Regions from separate parts of the Sus scrofa genome. Here all the other regions are linked to region 1. Evidence: chromatin contacts called from public HiChIP or PLAC-seq data. All regions are on one chromosome and are shown on one strand. Each heading gives the region's core, a stretch centred on a gene start, on an enhancer-like site or on the middle of the called end of the contact. The rest is flanking DNA. Distances are from core to core; before and after follow the strand shown. Region 1 holds the start of ZNF473 (zinc finger protein 473). Region 2 holds the start of IZUMO2 (izumo sperm-egg fusion protein 2). Region 3 holds the start of SIGLEC11 (sialic acid-binding Ig-like lectin 11).

Evidence for each region. HiChIP or PLAC-seq counts read pairs in DNA pulled down with a chosen protein or histone mark.
Region 2: an H3K27ac HiChIP or PLAC-seq map of alveolar macrophages shows a contact between it and region 1, with 2.8 times the contacts expected there. The contact joins the promoter of IZUMO2 here to the promoter of ZNF473 in region 1. A contact is called at or near these places in 1 of 5 promoter capture datasets (liver), 5 of 47 Hi-C or Micro-C datasets (embryonic fibroblasts, heart right ventricle, liver and 1 more) and 2 of 2 datasets of contacts at active chromatin or transcription factors (alveolar macrophages and skeletal muscle).
Region 3: a contact with region 1 is called in an H3K27ac HiChIP or PLAC-seq map of alveolar macrophages. The contact joins the promoter of SIGLEC11 here to the promoter of ZNF473 in region 1. A contact is called at or near these places in 4 of 47 Hi-C or Micro-C datasets (adipocytes, embryonic fibroblasts and epiblast stem cells) and 1 of 2 datasets of contacts at active chromatin or transcription factors (alveolar macrophages).

Annotation. Positions count from the first base shown.
Region 1 is chr6:55,007,885-55,010,850 of Sscrofa11.1, reverse strand. It overlaps ZNF473 (zinc finger protein 473), which reads right to left and starts at 1,599. Exons shown (of 6, transcript XM_021094774.1): 1 at 427-1,599; 2 at 144-338. It overlaps VRK3 (inactive serine/threonine-protein kinase VRK3), which reads left to right. Exons shown (of 16, transcript XM_013998683.2): 2 at 1-535; 3 at 1,836-1,896.
Region 2 is chr6:55,068,455-55,071,420 of Sscrofa11.1, reverse strand. IZUMO2 (izumo sperm-egg fusion protein 2) reads left to right here and starts at 1,484. Exons shown (of 6, transcript XM_021094780.1): 1 at 1,484-2,260; 2 at 2,456-2,530. The coding sequence starts at 1,705.
Region 3 is chr6:54,962,614-54,965,579 of Sscrofa11.1, reverse strand. It overlaps SIGLEC11 (sialic acid-binding Ig-like lectin 11), which reads right to left and starts at 1,572. Exons shown (of 10, transcript XM_013998680.2): 1 at 1,420-1,572; 2 at 531-1,337; 3 at 289-336. The coding sequence starts at 1,194.

The DNA of each region.
Region 1 (2,966 bases), core at 350-2,849:
CAAGACTCCACCTAGATACCCACCCCCCAAGGCGACGCGCCCAGTGCCGATCACGCCCCAAGATCATTCCGTTACCCCTTAGGAAGGACCGAGCCCACAAGCCTCCAGAGTCCTCAGCGATCCCAGCCCCGGCGTCTCCTCACCTCGAGACTGGTCCGCAGAGTTGGCACACGCGCCTTCTTGCAGCCACTTCCGTTGCGGAGAGAATATCAGAACTACTCCAGCCGGGAGCCTCCGCGAGCCAACGCCAAGACTCCGTTTCCCAGAGGGCTGTGCGAACTTCTCTTATCTTCTCATCTGCCCTAGCGTCTTCGTCGTTGGAGGGCCCGCTGAGCACGCTGGGAAATAAATAGAAAGAATTGGCACCAAGTGTCATCTGGGCATTGTAGTCCAGCTTTCGAAGACATTCTAATCATGTTATCCTGCCTTTTGGAGAAGACCGGGAGGTTTTTCCATTTCTGAAGGCGACAACTAGAGGGTTGCCGTGGAAACACGTTGAGGAAGAACCTGAATTCCTGAGGGAACACGCGAGAAGGTAAGGGTGGGGTTGAGGCGGAAGAAATGAGACTTTGACCTCTGATTGGTGGAGATATGCCTCGTATTCCATCCCTCCTTACGATTGGCTCCACAGGGCACATGCGTTGTAGAATCACGACGCATTCCACGGAAGGTGAGACGGGGTTGGGCGATGAGGGAATAATCCCTCCCCCACTTTTGAGTCAGAGGGCTGACCTGCCGCGAAGGTGCCTGGGAAATGAAGTAACCAGGTAGTCATAGCCCGCGGGCAGTCCGGAGGCCAGGTTGGACTGCGCGGGCGCAGTCCTCCCTCTGGCGAGAGGATGCGCGCGCAGCACCTTCTGCCTGGGCGGAAGTTTCTCCGGGGCAACTGAGAAGGTCGGTCCTGGTTCCCCTGGAAGATTCGAGGGTCAGGCTGCAAATATCTGCCCCCCCCCCCCCCCGCTCCCAGGCTCACCAAATCCAGAGGTGAGGGGAAAGCGAGGCGAACCAGGGGCAGGTCTCCAGACACCCTAGCCACAATTCGGTCGTCAGCACGACCCTTTATGGGAGGCCGAGCCCGCAGGAGCGGGGGTCGGGGTTCGGGGTGAAAGAGACTTCTGGGCGTCGGGATCACCGGCTGGTTTCTGCTGTCTCAAGCTTAGTTGGGTTCTTGGTGGTGGGCGTGGCTAGTGGAGAGTTTGTCAGACGCCCCGCCTTAGTACTACGTCATCCCTGGGTTCTGTAGGGGGCGGGGTCGAGACGTATTAGCTCTCCTGACGGAAGGTGGAGTCTTACCTTAAGCTCCTCTTCTGTTTTTGGTCTCAGAAGTTTCCAGGAGAGACAAAGTACTTAACACATAGCAGATGTTCAGTAAATATTTGCAGAATAAATAAAGTAAATGGATGAATAAATGCTAAAGGTTGACCTGAATGTTGGAGCCTTGGTTTTAAGTCCTGAACTAACAGCATGACCTTGGTCTGCTGACTTCAAGACTCTGAGATTCCCTTCTTTCTTCTATCTATATTTTTTGAGAGTTTATCTCCATCCGATTTACTTTTTTTTTTCCATCTGACTTATTAAACACTTACTTATTTGTTTAGTAAACTTGTCTTCCCCCACTGGAATGTGAGCTATGTCGGTCAGGAGCCTTGTTTCCTTTGCTACTGTATCCGCAGCAAGTTGGCACATCTTAGGAGTCCAGTGAGTACTTATTGAATGAATGAATGACCTTAGCACAGACTGGCTACGTAGCCAAAGCTCAGTGAATGTTAACTAGTATCTTTTATCTACATGTGCAGTGACCCTGAGTCAGCCTCTGTACCTTTTTTCACTTACAGGACACTGTTTAGATGGAGTTTTCAGCCCAGTGAATCTGAGGGCCATCTGTGACCCATAAAGGTACCATCCCCTCAGGCACATGCCCCTTAAAGCCAGTTCCCCTCCAATAGCCTGCTCCTCCTCCATCTCCTGTATGTTGCTTCTCTCAGACTTCACTCCCAAGAGGAAGGTTATCATGGACATGGCAGTGGTCCAGGCACTTGCTCATCCCTGGAGGCCATCTTTATCCAGCGGCACTCGGTAGCTGGGGAAATTCCACTGAAAGCAAAGACACTTAATACCACCACTGGGAGTTCCTGTCATGGCTCAGCAGAAACAAATCTGACTAGCATTCATGAGGATGCAGGTTTGATCCCTGGCCTCGCTCAGTGGGTTAAGGATCTGGCATTGCCCTGAGCTGTGGTGTAGGCCAGGGGCTACAGCTCCAATTCAGCCCCTAACCTGGAACCCTCCATATGCCGTGGGTGAACCCTAAAGAGATTTAAAACAAAAAACCAAAAACCACCACAGAAGTTCCCACTATGACACAATGGGTTAAGAATCTGGCATTGCTACAGCTGGGGCGTAGGTTGCAGCTCAGATTTGATCCCTAGCCCAGGAGCTTCCATAGACTGCAGATGTGGCCAAAACAAGCAAACAAAAAAGCCACAAATTTTCAGATTTTATTTACCCAAGTACCTAGCAAAGTCTTTTAAATGTAGACCATGCTCCAGTAACAAGGACCCCCAAATCTCAGTAGCTTAACCCAAACACAAGGATTAATACAAAGTTTGGAACAACTCTCCAGGGTAGCTATCCTCTAGACAATTTTGATCTCGTGGCTCCAGCATCAACATGGGCTTCAGGATTATTGTGGCAGTGGTGACTCTTCTAGCTTAAAAATGTTCACCAGGATTTCCCGTCATGGCTCAGTGGAAATGAATTTGACTAGTATCCATGAGGACACAGGTTTAATCCCTGGCCTCCAGCAGTGGGTTAAGGATTCGGTATTGCTGTGAGCTATGGTATAGGTTGCAGACTCAACTCGGATCTGGTGTTGCTGTGGCTGTGGTGTAGGCTGGCACCTTTAACTCTGACGTGACCCCTAACCTGGGAACTCACATATGCCACAAGTGCGGCCCTTTGAAAAA
Region 2 (2,966 bases), core at 235-2,734, 61 kb before region 1:
GCCAAGTGCCTAATAAGTGTCATGTGCGTTGAATTCGCTGGGATCACTTAACTGGGGGCTATAGGGGAGAATCACTTAAAGTGATTTTGTCACATCACGTATTGCTCACTTGCAAAATAATAGTTAACTGAGTTATGCAGGTTTTTCAGATGGTGGTATGTTTCCTTGCACAGCGTTTGGGAAGCTCTTGGTTCGGTCCCATGTTCAGGAGCTCATGCTGGTAGATAATGGCTCAAATGAGGCTTGTGAAGTCCCCCGATTGAAATTCTCTCCTCTATTTGTGGCCTAGCATGCAGTTGGTGCCTAGTAGGTGTCATGTGCATTGAATTCGCTGGGATAAAATTAACTGGGGGCTTTGGTTGAGAATCACTTAAGGTGTCATGGGCTGATTAGACCACAAGACGGTGATCACACCCAAGCGAAATTCTCTCCTGTTTCTCTCCTGCCAAGCACAGGGATGAGGCCTAATGGGGATCATTTGAAGTGAATCAGATGTGATTAAATTCAATGAGGTTAATGGGGAGAAAGACTCAGGGAGCACCCCATGACACCTTAAGTGATTCTCCCCTTTATACCCCAATTAATTTAATCACATCTGATTCACTTCAAGTGATACCTATTAAGCATCATTATGTGCGAGGCCAGCGATGTTCAATTTAAATATAATTCAAACCCCCTAAGTAATCAGATTTCTGCTGGCCACATGAAAAAGGTAAAAATGGACAGTGACATTAATTATATTCTATTTAACTCAATACAGCAAAATAGTATCACTTCAAAGTGCAACTAATATAAAAAAAGTTTTTTACCTTTTATTACACTGAACCTTTAAAATGATCTTAGGACAGCACAGGTCAATTCCGACACTGATTTTTTCATTAATGACACTTTCTCTCTTTTTAGATTTCATACCTTTTACAGCTGAAGTAGTAGATTCACATACTTCAGTTCTTCCAAACATGTTTAAGGCAGTCTCAATAACTGAATTGAGAATCCATTTTTTGCAATCTACGTTTAAATCCATTACAGCCCAATACAATTTAAAGTTCAGATTTCGGTTTTTGTTTTGGGGTTTTTTGTTTTACAGTTTACAGTTCGGATTTCGGTTTTTGTTTTGGGGTTTTTCGTTTGTGGGTTTTTTGTTTATTTGTTTGTTTGTTGGCCGTGCTCATGGCATGCAGAAGTTCCCAGGCCAGGGATCAAATCCCATTCACAGCAGTGACAGTGAGAAATCCTAAACTGTTGGGACACCAGGGAACACCACTGCACCCTTGGGATAAGGTAGGTATATTTTTATCCTCATTTTAGGGAGGAGGAAACAGACAGAAATGGAAAATGACTTTTTTCCAAATATTGATTTATTTATTTGCTTTTTAGGACAGCACCTGAGGCATATGAAGTTCCCAGGTTAGGGGTCCGACTGGCTGCAGTGTGGGTCTAAGCCACACTACAGCTCAGGGCAACCGCTGGATCCCCTTACCCACTGAGCAGGGCCAGAGATCGAACCCGCATGCTCATGGATACTGGTTGGGTTTGTAACCTTCTGAGCCAAAACTAGAACGCCCTCAAATATTTATTGACTGTTGTATGTCAGATTCCTTCCTAGGGGTTGGGGCCATAATAAATACTTGCCTCAGTGATCCATCACGGGCCTAGAACAGGGACTGGCCGGTAAGAGGTGCTCAGTAAATATATGTTGAACTAATGAATGTAAGTGGTGAAAACAGCAGGGATTTTTGTGGTTTTCTCAGCTCTAACCCCAGCTCCTGGAACAGCACCTGGCACACAGTAGGTGCTCAATACGCATATGTTGAAAAAAATGACCGTAAACGCGAAGAAGCCTGGGCAGAGGCCTCTGTTTTTCGAGACTCTCTCCTTCGCTCCCAGTCCCGTGCCTGGCACATAGTAGGTGCTCTGCAAGCACGCGCCTGCGCACGCGAGCGTTTCTCCTTGGGCCTCCCTGACTCCGCCCCTGCCTGGGGGAGGAGCCTGCCGGGTTCTCTCTGTGACGTCACAAAGGCCTCCGCCATGCCTCCGGCCTTGGCCCTTCTGCTGCTCCTGGGCCTGAGCGCCCGCCGAGGCTGGGGCTGCCTGCAGTGTGACCTCTCGGTGCTGGAGGCCCTGAGCCAGCTGCGTGTCGCTCTCATCCCCAGCCGCTTCCAAGTACAGCAGCTGCGGGCCCGCGCTCAGGCCCTGCTGCTGGGCATGGAGGGGCCCTTCTTCCGAGACTACGCGCTGAATGCCTTTGTGGGGAGAGTGGGTGCGTACTGAGGGGGGTGGTGCCCAGTCCGGGGGCGGGGGCGGGGGCGGGGGTGGGGGGCAAAGAGACCAGCCGGGTAGCCTCGGGCGGGGGAGATGATGGCTCTGGGGGCTCCGCCCCCAAGAGGGGAAGGGCGGGGCCCGTCCCGGAGGGAGATGGAGGGACCCACTGGAATTTCCTCCCTTCTCGCCCCAGGGATAGAACAGCTGGACCTTGTGGCGTCCTTTATCAAGAATCAAACAAACAGCTTAAAGGTTAATTCTCTGAGAGGTAGGAGCTAAGTGGGAAAGCCTTTTCCCAGCCCCCTTCCGCCGCCTCCTTTTCCACCTGTGCACCATGCCTTCTCGTCATATAAAAATAAAAGCAAACACGCGTATAGCCTTTAGTGTGTGTCTGGCAGGGTTCTAGAAGAGTCTAGGACAGTTCATCAAGGGAGGCCCTATGGTGATCTGCCGTTTATAGAGGGGGAGGCTGAGGCTAAGACAGGCGGCGTGCTCCAAAGTCGCACAGCTGGGAACTACAGAGCTGAGGATTTCGAACCTGAGACAGCAGTGGGCAGTAGCGGGCCCTGAGGACCGCGGTAGGGGAGGGATCTAAGCTCCGTAAACCCCACCTTGAGGGATTGAGCAGGGAGGAGCAGAGCGGTCCTAAAAAGCAAAAAATGTATCTTATGAAATGTGTGTGCGTTTGTATAAAGTGAGCCCTA
Region 3 (2,966 bases), core at 323-2,822, 45 kb after region 1:
ACAGCCACAGCAACATCAGATCTGAGCCGCGTCTGCAATCTACACCACAGATAGTTAACCCACTGAGCGAGGCAGGGATGGAACCCGCAACCTCATGGTTCCTAGTCAGATTCGTTTCTGCTGCGCCACGACAGGAACTCCCCAGCTGCGCATTCTGTGGTGTCTCCACATAACTTGCCTATGTGTGACAAATCGTCTTTGCACATAGTGAATCAGGTAAAAATAATCTTGCCTAAGAGTGAATGGGGGCTCTCCTCTCCCTGTGTCCCCAGGGCCCTTGCGTCCTACCTGTGCAATTTCCTCGAGAGATGCCGATGGCCAGGTTCCGGGGAGCATCTAGAGCAGTGAGGAAGGGAGTCAGAGCTGGCTTTCCTCCCCCAACCCCATCCCGGGGGAAGTGCAGAAATAGGAAGCAAAGCAGAACAGGGCCTGCCTCCTCCCCGCCACCCCTCCCAGGCCCCTGGCCTCTGGGCCGCCAGCGCCCATCCCGCCCCCCCGCAGGTGCCCGCCATCCCAGGTCCTGCGCTCACATGACACGTTGAGCTGGAGGGTCCACTCCGTGCTCACACCAGCCCTGGGGAAGGTCACCCGGAAAGTGAGGTCGGTGCCATGGTCCTGGGGGCGGGGGGTGAGCAGGATCTCTGAGGAGTTAGAGGCAGCTGAGGCGTCCGGGGCAGCCCCCATCCAGGAGATGGTGGGGGGCGTGGCCCAGTCACAAGCGCCTGGCAGGGAGCACGTCAGGTGGCTGCCGGAGCCAGATGCCAGGGGCTCCTTGATGTAGATATCAGGGGTCCATGTCAGTGCTGGAGAGGAAAGAGGGAGAGGCCAGATCCCAGAGGGGACCCCCGCGGGGGCCCAACCCTGATCTGTCACTATCCCCCTTAGAGATGAGAGGCAGGGACCACCTCTCGCTCGCCCCCTGCTGTGGTCAGTTCCTGGGGACCACTCTGTACCTGTCACGTTCACAGTGAGCAGACTACGTCTGAAACTGTATTTCACCTCAGCTCCTCTCACCAGCTGAAAATAATAGCTTCCACTGTCCCTCTTCCTGGCGTCTCTGATGCTCAGGGAGCAGTTGTTGGCCCCGGGGTCCCCGGAGAGGTCGAATGGGAATTTCCTCCTCTTTTGTGCGGCCCTGACGGGGTGGTTTGTGGCCACAATGACATCATTTTGGGGTTTCTCCTCTTTCCGCATCCAGTAGCCGTAGGCGGGAGTAGCGTCATTCCAGCCCGTCCAGGGTTAGGAGATGGTGCAGGGCACAAGGACGCATAGACCCTCCGGCACTGTCACAGATTCCTGCACTTGGAGCTGGTACCATGGGTCCCTCTGCGGGGACACTGGGGGCAGGGACACAGAGGCTCAGCTGCAGCCCCAGCCCCCGCCCCAGCCCCGGACCCCCTCTCCCCACCTACCGCTCACCCATGCGCAGCAAGAGCAGCAGCAGCGGCAGCGGCAGCATCTTCACGTCCATGGGGTCAGGACTTCTCAGGACTGTCCACCTTCTGGACCTGCCTGTCTGTCCTAGAAGGAAGCTCCAACAGGAAGCTTCTGGGGGAGAAGGGGCACTGCCTATCTGCAAAAGAGCAAAAGAGGAAGCTCAGAATCGCAGAGGTCTGGAATACATCTCTTCTGACTTCTCCTTTCATGGATGGAGGCATCAGGGCAGGGGGCGGGGGGTGGCGGGGGGAGCCTGCAGGGCTCAGCCTAGGGGGAGGGCAGTGCCGGGAATGGGGCTCTGAAGGCAAACAGGTGAGGAAGGGCGCCAGGTGAGGTGCTGGAGGCAGGGATTCCCTCACTCACTTATTCATTCACTCACTCATTCGTGCGCCAGCAAACATCTCTCTACTCTATGCAGGTGCTGGGGACAGAGGAGGGCCTCCCAACTCCTGCCTTTCCCTGTATGACCCCAAACCCAATGTCCTCCTCAGGCTCCCCAAGGACCCTCAACCCCTTGACCCCGCACCTGTCTTGGGGCCGAGTGTGTGTCCACACAAGGCCCTGGGCTCCACATTAAGAAATTACGGCACAAGGCCCCAGGCTCAGAAGGGCCTGGGGTTTGATGAACTGAGGTTGCCATCTTGAAATTCCCAATAATTTTATCTTTGGATTTGCACTTTGTGAATAAAGTCTAATGGGATAAGGAGGAGGCACCGGGGGAATCAGAACCTTGGATCACACGCAGGTGATCTGGGGATGTCTTGCATCCAGGGACAGGCTCTCTGCCCCACTCCCCCCCGCCCTGTCCCTGCATGCCTCCAGCTGGGTACAGGAAGGGGAGGGGTGTGGTGAGCTGAGAGGTGAGCGCCTGTGAGGGTCTCTACTGCCCACCCCCTACCCCCATCAAGCCCTATGGATTGGATATTAACTAGCAAATAAAAAATACTATGAACAAAATGTGGTCCAGCCACACAATGGAATATTACTCAGCCGTCAACAGGAATGCAGCCCTGACACACACTACAATGTGAGGGCCCTCAAAAGATTACGCCAAGCCAAAGACGCCAGACACAAAAGACTACATAATCCAGGATTCGTCTTTGGGAAGGAAGCAATTCAACCTGCAAGAGGCTCCAATAAAAACGGTGGTCAGGAGTTCCTGTCGTGGCTCAGCAGAAACGAATCTGACTGGCATCCATGAGGATACAGGTTCAATCCCCAGCCTTGCTCAGTAGGTTCAGGATCCAGTGTATTGTGGTGTAGGTCGCAGACAAGGCTCAGATCCTGCATTGCTATGGCTGTAACATAGGCCAGCGGCTACAGCTCCGATTTGACCCCTAGCCTGGGAACCTCCATATGCCATGGGTTTGGCCCTTAAAAAAAAAAAAGGGCACACACAGGCACAAAAACTCCATCCAGGTTTGTGCTCTGTACATGCTGTCACACACATTCTTGCTGAATGTATTAGCTTTGGGTTGCCATAAGATAGCACACACCAGGAGTTCCCGTCGTGGCGCAGTGGTTAACGA